Regions from separate parts of the Zea mays genome. Here region 2 is linked to region 1. A link is a contact called in public Hi-C data. All regions are on one chromosome and are shown on one strand. The core of a region is the stretch at or near the end of the contact, and the rest is flanking DNA. Distances in the headings are between cores, read along the strand shown. Region 1 holds the start of LOC100273040. Region 2 holds the start of LOC542521 (calcium dependent protein kinase14).

The links. A called contact is a pair of places that touch in the nucleus more often than the background predicts.
Region 2: a Hi-C map of leaf shows a contact between it and region 1, with 5 times the contacts expected there. The contact joins the promoter of LOC542521 here to the promoter of LOC100273040 in region 1. A contact is called at or near these places in 2 of 25 Hi-C or Micro-C datasets (leaf and leaf mesophyll).

What each region holds. Positions count from the first base shown.
Region 1 is chr6:71,695,826-71,700,938 of Zm-B73-REFERENCE-NAM-5.0, forward strand. LOC100273040 reads right to left here and starts at 3,180. Exons shown (of 1, transcript XM_020539749.3): 1 at 1,579-3,180. The coding sequence starts at 2,913. The coding sequence ends at 1,903. LOC103629410 (nucleobase-ascorbate transporter LPE1-like) reads left to right here. Exons shown (of 5, transcript XM_035959936.1): 2 at 1-52; 3 at 167-242; 4 at 337-396; 5 at 472-1,726. The coding sequence ends at 606.
Region 2 is chr6:72,047,540-72,052,623 of Zm-B73-REFERENCE-NAM-5.0, forward strand. It overlaps LOC542521 (calcium dependent protein kinase14), which reads right to left and starts at 3,209. Exons shown (of 4, transcript NM_001301763.1): 1 at 3,055-3,209; 2 at 2,016-2,707; 3 at 1,640-1,936; 4 at 277-1,268. The coding sequence starts at 2,580. The coding sequence ends at 652.

The DNA of each region.
Region 1 (5,113 bases), core at 1,930-4,429:
GCGTCTTCCAGGCCGTCGTCGGCTTCTTCGGCATATGGAGAGTCTTCATTAGGTTGGTGGTCTTTTTCCTTCTGTAGTCACGCTGTCAATCAAACCTCAAACGTCGTCTCTGTTCCTGCTCCTGTACTAACGATGTCGCTGCGCCGTGGCGACCCGTGCATTTCAGGTTCCTGAGCCCCCTCACGGCGGTCCCCTTCGTCACGCTCACAGGCCTGGGACTCTTCTTCTCCGCGTTCCCCGGGGTGAGCTCGCGGCACAGCGCCACGACAGAGCAGACTCGCCTTCTCTGGACGCCGCAGCTTGCTTGCTAATCACTCTAGTTTCTTGCAACCTCAGGTCACCAAGTGCATCGAAGTGGGTCTCCCCGCCCTTGTCCTCCTGGTGATCTTCGCAGAGGTAACAACAGCCCGGTAGAAGATGACTCCACCGTACGGCTGCTGCAGCAACTGACACCCGCTTTCGCCTTTGCAGTACGCCTCCCACGTGTTCGCTAAGGGGAGCTTCGTGTTCAGCCGGTGCCCCGTGCTGGTGACCGTCGTGATCATCTGGATCTACGCCGAGATCCTGACGGCGGCCGGCGCCTACAACCAGCTGGGAATTACCTGACCAATTACAGATGACTGCATAAGTTGATGGTCGCCGCTCTTGCCAAAACAGGGAGGGAAGCCCCTCATGGCTGGCTCGGACTGGGTCCTTCGTCGAACACCTGTCGTGCAGCCCCCCGCCCCCTCGTTTGGATCACAACGCAGAGCAACGCTCCTCACCGCACCAGTCCGCACCGCCCGACGAGCAACACCACGGAAGACATGACCACCCGCGCGCAGATTGGCCACAGAAATGCGCAGGCCGCCGCCAGAGATTGCTAGATCCGGCAATGCCACCGCCAGCAGACGCCGGGGCCAGGGGTCGCGCCCGCCGCCGCTGTGGCCAGGGGGCGTGTGCCTCGCCCTCGCCGCGACGGGGAGGAGAGCGCACCCGCCGCTCTCACCGCGACAGAGAGGAGAGCGCGCCCGCCGACGCCGGGGCCAGAGGTCACGCCCGCCGCCGCTGTGACCAGGGGCCGCGTCCGCCCCGCCGGGAGGGCCACGTGCCTCGCCCGCGCCGTCGGGTGGGGGCCGCGTCGCGCCCGCTCGCGCCGGTGGGGCAGCGCGCCGCCATCGGGGCTGAGGCCGGGGGCCGCGTCCACGCAGGGGCCGCCCTCTCCGGTGCCATGCAAAGTCGACATCCTCCCCTTGCTCCAGGCGTTGTGGTCTTGGCGCGTAGGGCGCGTCGGTGGAGGGGGCGCTGTGGCCGCGGGCATCGCAGGGACGGGGCAGGGGCAGCGCGGGCACGAGTGCGATGATGGCGGGGCGGCGATGGATAGTGCGATGATGGCGGGGCGGCGATGGATAGTGCGATGATAGCGGGGCGGCGATGGAGGTTTCCTGGGATTGCGCGACCAAGAGCGGAGCAAGGGGAGGATGTCGGAGGTAGAGGCAGGGCAGAACCGTGCGCCACGCTACTGTGGACTCCTACGGTATCTTCTTAAGAGTAGTAGAGATTAGCTAAATTTACTTTTACAGAATCATATATCTAGTCTTGGAGTTGCTCATCTTCTTCAAACTTTTTTTTGGAACCGGAGTAGCCCCTACAGTAAACTATATATTTAAAAACTAATGCGAGTTTTACAAAGTAGACAAGAAAAAAGAAAGAAAGAAAGAAAAAACATTGTTTATAAGAGGAAAAAGAAGAAGAAACAAAAAAAGATCAGGAGCAGCTTGCAAATTACACCAGATTTTGTGTCCGTTGCTCCCCGAGTGGAAGTCTGAAAAAAAAACGTCTCAGAATCTCGATGGAAGCACTCGAGGCCGAGCTTGGATCCCGTACGTGGCTTCCCACCGTAGCTTCGTCTCGATGGAATTTTTAGTGGTGAAGAAGGAAGCGCTCGAGGCCGACCTTGGATCCTGTGGCCTTGATGTCGGCCTGCACCTGCTCCCGGAACTCAGCGTAGGTGAAGGGCCTATACCTGCCGGCGCCGCAGGTGATGACGGCATCGTCCCGCGGGAAGGCGAAGTAGCAGAGCGAGAGCCTCTCCGCCGCCTGGCTGGCCGCCACCCGGTGCCGCACGCTGCGGTACGCGTCGCCGCTGATGGCCCGCGCCATGTCGCCCAGGTTGACGAGCAGCGTGCTGGCTCCCGCGGCCGGCGCGACGTCGCGCCACGCGCCGCCGTGGAGCACCTGCAGGCCGCCGGCGCCCTCCTCTTGGTTGATGACGGAGAGCACGGAGCTGTCGGTGTGGGCCTCCATGCCGAGGCGCCCGGGCTCGGGGCACCGCGGGTAGCGGTACACCCGCAGGAACCCGTCGCGCTCCGCGAGGTAGGACGCCGCCTGGGCCGCGCCGAGGCCCAGCGCGGGGGCGAGCGCGTCGAAGAGCGTCCGCGCCACCCGCGTCATGTGCGCGCCGTACTCCGCCCTCGCGAGGCCGAGCAGGTCGCCGAGCGGCGGCGGCGGCACGGGCGCGTGCTGCTGCTGCTGCTGGGCCTCGCCCAGGGCGACGTGGAAGCCCTCGACCCAGTTGACGTCGCGGACGCGGAGCGAGAGCGCCGGCGTGCCCCAGAAGTAGCCCGGCTGCGCGCGCTTGTCGCGGAACGGCGCCCCGGCCAGCGCGGCCCGCGCCAGCGCGAAGAGGCGCGCGGAGAGCGCCGCGGGCACGCCGTGGTTCGCGAGGCGGAACACGCCGAGCTCCCGGCACGCCGCTGCCAGCGCCTCCCCCGGCGCCTCCAGGTCCACCGTCGGCAGCTCCAGCGCGCCCCCGCGCCGGGCCTCCTGCTCCTGCTCGTGAACGTGGCCTCCGCCCTCGTCGTCCTGCTCCAGGAGAGGGAACGGCGGGTACGACGGGTCCGCCGCCGTCCGCGAGTCCGACCCCGACGCCATCTCCTCGGTCGACGGCGCCTCCCTCCGTCCGCCTCTCTTCTTGGCTCTCTCCTGTGCTCGGTGCTCCTAGGCCGAAGTGCACCTCTGCTTGGATACACGGACAGAGGAAGAGGAGGAGCGGAAGCAGCTGTCAGGTTACTCGTTTGACGATGGAGCAGGGGCTGGTAGATCTGATTCGTCTGCTGATGCATTCTCGGTTTGGCATGCATCACATCAGGCCGGCACTTGTTTGTTCAGAACTGAAACATGCATTTTTTTTTCTGTGGATCAAATGTGCTGACAATGGCAATGAAGTCGTGTGACTATACATAACCAAAACGGCCCGGCCCGTGGTGTAGCCCGACGTCCGGCACGGCGAAGTACGGTTTAGGCCTGGCCTGGCACGACAGTTGCCGTGCCCGTACTAGCCCGCCCCGATGCAAGGTCGGCCCGCGGTGTTGGCACGAGCACGACCCGTGTAAGCTAGCGACACGGCGGCGGCCCGCTAAAAAGGGGAAACTACCCCGTGGCCCTTGCCATGTCGTTTGCGTCGCGCATAACCCTAGCTTCTGTCTTGTGTCTTCTGATCTCTTCTCTCTCGGTCTCTCCGTCTCCTGAGTCGGCGCTCCGCAGAGCTTTCTCGTACGGCCTCGCCTCTGGTGTCGACAGAGCTGTACACCGGCAAGTCGCTATTGCTAGTCTTCGTGTCCTGCTCCTCTCCTCTCCTCTCTTGCTTCGTCCTCTCTATGAACTCTCTACATCTCTCCCTCGCTAACCCTAACCCTAAAACTTGATCTGCGCCAAGTTCGCTCCTCTGCCTCTAACGTCTGCTTGGTGGATCCGGTGCTCCGGTGTTGCAGGTAAGTTTTCCTTTGTTTTCCTTTGGTGGATTACTAGTTTTCCTTTGTTGATCTCGGTTTCTCTCTTACTCCTAGTCTTCTTGTTCTTGATCTTGTGCTTCGATTCGTTGAGGTGTGCACCGTGTGTGTGTGTGCGCGCCGCGCGCCGTGAGGAGCCACAGAAGCCGACCGAGGCGGTGGCCATGTCCACGGACTCGGCTGATGACGAGCTCAGTCTCGATGCGGTGGTCGAGGAGCGGCGGCTTGAAGCACAAAACGAGGCAGACGATGCACAATGCCTCCTCCTTGGTACCACCTCAGCTGGTGCCATCGATCTGGACGGCGCCGGTGCACAAACGGGGATGGGGAACAGACACGCACACGAGCTCCACAAGCCCGACGACCGACGCGAGCACTTCTGTCCCTATGCCTGATAAACGTTCTAGAAGGAGAGGTCCGACCTCCAAGGTATGGCTGCACTTTGAGGAGGTAACTACGATGCAAAATGGTAAGGAGGTAAGAGTATCTGCCATTTGTCTCACTGCAAGAATAGCATGTCTGCTAAATCTTCATCTGGAACTGGCCATTTGATCCGACACTTGGATGTTTGCCCTGCTAAGAAAGAAAAGGATAGATCTGGAAGAACTCAGTCTTTGCTTAATGAGAGCACCTATAGGGGGGGTGAATAGGTGATCCTGTAAAACTTAAACTTATAGCCACAAAAACTTGGTTAATCGTTAGCACAATAATTGCCAAGTGGCTAGAGAGGAGTCAAAACACAATAACCACAAGAAATCAATCACAGAGATGACACGGTGGTTATCCCGTGGTTCGGCCAAGTATAAAACTTGCCTACTCCACGTTGTGGCGTCCCAACGGACGAGAGTTGCACTCAACTCCTCTCAAGTGATCCAATGATCAACTTGAATACCACGGTGTTCTTCTTTACTTTGATCTTTTCCCGTTTGCGAGGAATCTCCACAACTTGGAGTCTCTCGCCCTTACAATTGAATTTCACAAAGAAGCACGGAGTAAGAGAGGGAAGCAACACACACAAATCCACAGCAAAATGCGCACACACACGGCCAAGAATCGAGCTCAAAAGACTATCTCAACGTTCTCACTAGAACAGAGCTCGAATCACTTAGAATGACAAACGAATGCGCAAAGACTGAGTGTGGATGATCAAGAATGCTCTAAGGTTGCTTGGATATCTCCTCCATGCGCCTAGGGGTCCCTTTTATAGCCCCAAGGCAGCTAGGAGCCGTTGAGAGCAAATCTGGAAGGCCATTCTTGCCTTCAGTCGTCGGGTGCACCGGACAGTCCGGTGCACACCGGACACTGTCCGGTGCCCGATTCCTTTCCTTAAACAGCGCAGCCGA
Region 2 (5,084 bases), core at 1,959-4,458, 350 kb after region 1:
ATTTACTCGTTGGAAGCTAGTGGCTTGAACATTGCGTGCGTGATTTATTACTGTTCAGAAGCTGATGAATCCATCCATTTTTTTTCTAAAAAAACAGAGAAAACATGCCAAGTAAAGTCTCGCATGGTATCTGCAATGATTTTTTTTCAACAGGAAGTCTTTAGTTATTTTTCGATGGAGTGTCTGGACGTGATCCTTTTGTTTAGACAGTTTCTTGGTGGAAAACAGATCTGACACACAAACTGAAACAGTCCTTTTATGTGTGGCCTGGCCATGCATCCTGAACATTGTTGCTTCTTGTTCATATCAAATTATCAGACGCCTTCTCTCTCCGTCGCCAGGTGTGTTCCCAAATCTTATCTGACCAGCAGCGTTCCCAAATCTTATCTGACCAGCAGCGTGACAGCGAAGAATAAAACACATCAGTTCCAGCTCTGCCACTCGCTCTCCATCTCCATGCATCCATCCCTCCGTAGCAACTTCACCTTCACTCTCTAATCTATCATCACCACTATAACAGCACTGTGTCTGTATATATATTATACAATTCGAGGCTACTGCACACTCTCTACCGCTCGTCTCGTCGGAATTCTCCTCCTCACCCTCAGCCCGGCGTTGGCGGCGCCGGCGCGCGGAACGACGTTGCTAGTGCTAGCATACGAGGGAGGCCCGAAGTGAGGGCGCCGTGGAGAAGTTGGTGCACGACGCCCAGCGGATGACAGACTCCACCGCCACGTCCAGGTGCTCCCGCCCGCCGCCGCCGATCGTGTGGTTCCGCCTGCCGTTGACGCCCCGTGGCGTGGATCCCCTCGCCGTCCTCGGAGTCGAGGAGGCAGCGACCGGCTGTGGCTCAGCTGGCTCGCTGCTGTCCCGCGCGCAGAAGAACGAGAAGCTCGGCATGGAAGCCATGGGCATCGGGAACCCTCCTCCTCCTCCTCCGTCAAGTGGTTCGCAGGGCTCACCGAACGAGAAGCCAGAGCCACCCAAGGCGGAGGAGGCCGAGCAGGGCGGCGGGGCCGGGTCGGTGATGAACGCCGAGAACGACGACCTGCAGACGGCGGCGAACGTGGGCGAGCAGCAGGTCGCCTCGTCCTCGCCCCCACCCCTCCACGCGATGGGGCCACGCGTGTCAAAGCTCACGTCCCTGCTCCGCGACGCCAACGGCGTGGAGAAGGAGCACGAGCCGGCGCCCTCCCGTTGGAGGCCGGTCTCGTGGCACTGCCCGCACGAGTCTTGTGGGTCCGCGTGTTCCTGCATCCACGGATGCTCTGCGTAGGAAGGAAACATTTGCTTAGATCACAAGAACGAAAACTGCCACATGGCCAGCCAGAGCAGACTAGATTCCATGAATCTTGAAGAAGAGGAAGGGGAGTTTTTGAAATCTCAGTTCGGTAACGGCAGATCTACAAGATTGGGGATGCCTTGTTCGATTTGCAACGTAAACAAGCAAATAAAATGGAAAAGTTTGGAGGAAGTAAACAAGGTTAATTGGACATATATTTTTCATGGATTTCTAACTCTACCTATGGCGGGCAGCGTGAACCTATATGCAGGAATTAATCACGAGCCCAGATGAAAAAGATACATGAAGCAAAGGACTGCAAAAATTCAAACTGAAATGAATCCGTGGCTCACTCACCTAGAACCTGCTTGGCCGTGAGCCGCAGCCTAGGGTCGCGCCGCAGCATCCCGGTGACGAGCTCCTTGGCGGAATCAGAAACCCTGTCCCATGGGTCAGAAGGGAACCGCAGCTCCATGGACCTGATGCAGTCGAAGATCTTGGACTTGGTCTTGCCCCAAAACGGCGGGATGCCGCTGAGGAGGATGTAGAGTATGACCCCCGCGCTCCAGACGTCGGCGGCCTCGTTGTACCCGCCGGAGAGCACCTCCGGCGCAATGTAGAACGGGCTGCCTACCATGCCGCTCAAGCTTCGGCCTGACGACAAAAGCAATCACCATGATCATTAGATTAGATCGTCAATCGGGCATTCCCACAACACAAAAAGTAGCTGTACCAGGCTGGGTGTAGGTGGCGAGTCCAAAGTCCGCGAGTTTGATCGGCGACTGGGGCGACCTGCTGACGAGGAGGATGTTCTCGGGCTTGAGGTCGCGGTGCACGATCCCCTTGGCGTGGCAGTGCGCGACGACCTCCATGAGGTGGCGGAAGAGCGCGGCGGCCTCGCGCTCGGGGAAGCAGCCGCGCTCGTGGAGGCGGTGGAAGAGCTCGCCGCCGGCGCAGAGCTCCATGACGAGGTGCACCGAGTCGCGGTCCTCGTACACGGCCTTGAGCCCCACGACGTTGGGGTGGCCCGCCAGGCGCGCCATGACGTCGATCTCCAGCCTGACCCCGCGCACGTCGTCGGGGGACACGAGCCGGCCCTTGGCGATGGACTTGCAGGCCAGCGCCTCGCCGGTGACCAGGTCGGAGCAGGACCGGATCACGCCGAACTGGCCCCACCCCAGCTGCGGGCCCAGCGCGTACCGGTCCTCGAGGCACGACACGTGCGCCGCCTCCAGCAGCGCGCCGCGCAGCCCCGGCGCCTTGTACGAGCTGTACCTGGAGGAGCCGCCGCTGGCCATCGCGCTGGCGAGACCTCTGCCGCCGCACCGCAGACCGCGAACCTCGCGGGCTCAGCTCAGCTCAGCTGCGCCTGCGCCCTCCCTCTCTCCCCTCCTTCCACGGGCATTCCGCGCACGGCTGCCGAATCTGCGGCGACGAAAAGAGAAACAGCAAGGCCGTTAAGCTCTCCAAGCCCCGCCCGAAACCGCGGCTTTGCCCCCGCAAAAGAGACACAGATCCAACACCGCAGCCCCGCGAGCTCGGGACCCGGAGCAAAGCAACACCCGCGGCGGAAATCCAAAATCCCCACACCGCGAGCCCGTACCCGGAGCCGCGCGCACCAGCGGCGTCCCCCCCCCCCCCCCCCCCCCCCCCCCCGGCCGAGCGCGCGGCGCAGATCGAGCCGCGTCTCGCACGGGACGGCCCCCGTAACCGCCGCGCCCGGCTTCGAAGGAGCGGGTGGAGGCTAGGAATTAACAGAGAAACGCACTCACCTGCGTCCGCTCGTCGCCGCCGGCCGCGGGGTCGGTCAGCCTCGACTCCTCCTCCGCCCGCGGCCCAGCTCGCTCGCGGCGCTCGGCCCGCCAGCGCAGAGGGGCAGGAGGGGTGGTGCTGGCTGGTGGTGATGGTGGGGAGGCGCCACCACACCACTCTCTCTGATAAGAGGGGGCAAGTAGCAGGAGCAGAAGCAGCCCTTCCTTCCCCCGCTAATCATGTGGTTAAGCCTTGTTTATCCACTCCTTATTTCGCCATTTTTTTAAATGTCTATTTATTCAATAACCCCGTTGGCCGTTGCTCTGGCATAAGAGCTCGGTTTCCCTTTTTTTTGGGTGAATTTTGCAGGAGTAGGATTGCCAGGGGGAGGGTTGAGTTGAATTGAATTTGTTCCAACAACGTGTGGTTGGTCTGGTCGGGTCTGATTTCGAATTAGGTGGGTGTACTAGTTAGTGGTTGGACTTTGGGTGGATTTTAAAAATCCGTGCCGCGGCCTTTCTTTGCCGTTGCTTCGCTTCTCCGGTTCTCCTCCCAGGCCAAGTACGTCGTGGGTGGGACCTGCCATGGCTGGCGCCGCGGGTGTGGTTCCTTTGCGGAGGAAAAAAAAGGGAGAAAATGTAACCGTGTGATGTGACGTCGGTCGCTTATGCTTCCTACGGCTGGGAGAGAGAGAGCGCGCTCGTGTTTTGTTTCGCGAGCAGCCTATCATCACCACGTCTGGTCCTGATCTAACGGCGGCCGCCGTTTCCTCTTGTTCCGCAAGTGCAGTGCAGGTCCACGCGTCAGCAGCTGAACGGTCGCCCACGGAAAAATATCTCCTCCGTTTTCCCTTTGCTCCTTCGAAATCCATCTCTAGACTACACGACGACACAAGCAAGAACAAGCAGTTCCCAAAAGCGTCCAAGTGTTTACGCGTAGACACGTGTCGTGAGCGGCGGGGGCGGGTCGCTCCCCCTCACAACTACCGGTTCTCGCCCAATTTAGAGCTTGTGACAGGATTGATACGGATTGAGAGAGATTTTTACTTGCTAAGTATTGAAATCCCATCAATCTCCCTCAATCCATATGGATTGAGGCTCGGTGAGGCTTGAGTCGGCTCGCGAGCCAGAACCGAGTCTAGTTTTGCAGCTCGCCAGAACTGAGAGCCGAGCCGGCTCGGTCCAGCTCGCGAGTCAAGTTAACAACCTCAAGTATACTATTATATCATATTATTATTATGTTTTGAACTATTTTGTAAAATTTCTTGGACTTGATATGTGATACGCTTATATTGTAGTCTAGAAATATATTATACGTAATTTTTTTTATCTTAGATATAATAAAAAATATATAAATAATTTATATTCTAAACGCTATTTAGCGCAAGCAATTACCGAGCCGAGCCGAGCCTCTCGGGTGGGCTCGCAATATGACCGAGCCGGCTCGCAGCTGCACCGAGCCACGTCGAGGCGAGCTGAGCTGGGATCGTTTCCAGCCCTACCCCTGTTCCTAATAGTTAGGGCAAACAAACTACCGGTTGACCTGCAGCCGGTGCGGGTGGGATTAGTTGGCGTTGGCTACTTTTTCAGAACGGGACGGTCTTTCTGTCGGCCTTGTTGGAGCTGTTGGCGGTTCACCGTCACGGTACTCCTGCTACATTGTCGTGTTTTCAGGTAAAGTTCAGGACCTACGTACAAGCCTTTGCGAGTGTCCGTACGTAGCAGCCGCACACGACATTCTGCTCCTTTTTCTTTCCTGGGCCGACGGACGGCCCACGATCGTCTGAAGAAGAGCAAATTCCAGCCCATCGAAGGGAGAACGAGCAGGCGGCGCCTTTTAGACTGTTCCCACAAAAAAAATTATGCATGTCCTCAGAAGCAAAAGAGACACTTGCTATTGCCATCGATAAACTCAGCGCTCTGTAGCCTTTCATTCCATGTATGTGGACGTCGTTCTTTCTCGTATCACAAGGAGTGCTTGGTTTTTTTTTGGGGTTCAAGTTTTATTGGTGAGGTAGGGAGAAACTAGTGGCCTTTGGTATATGATAGCT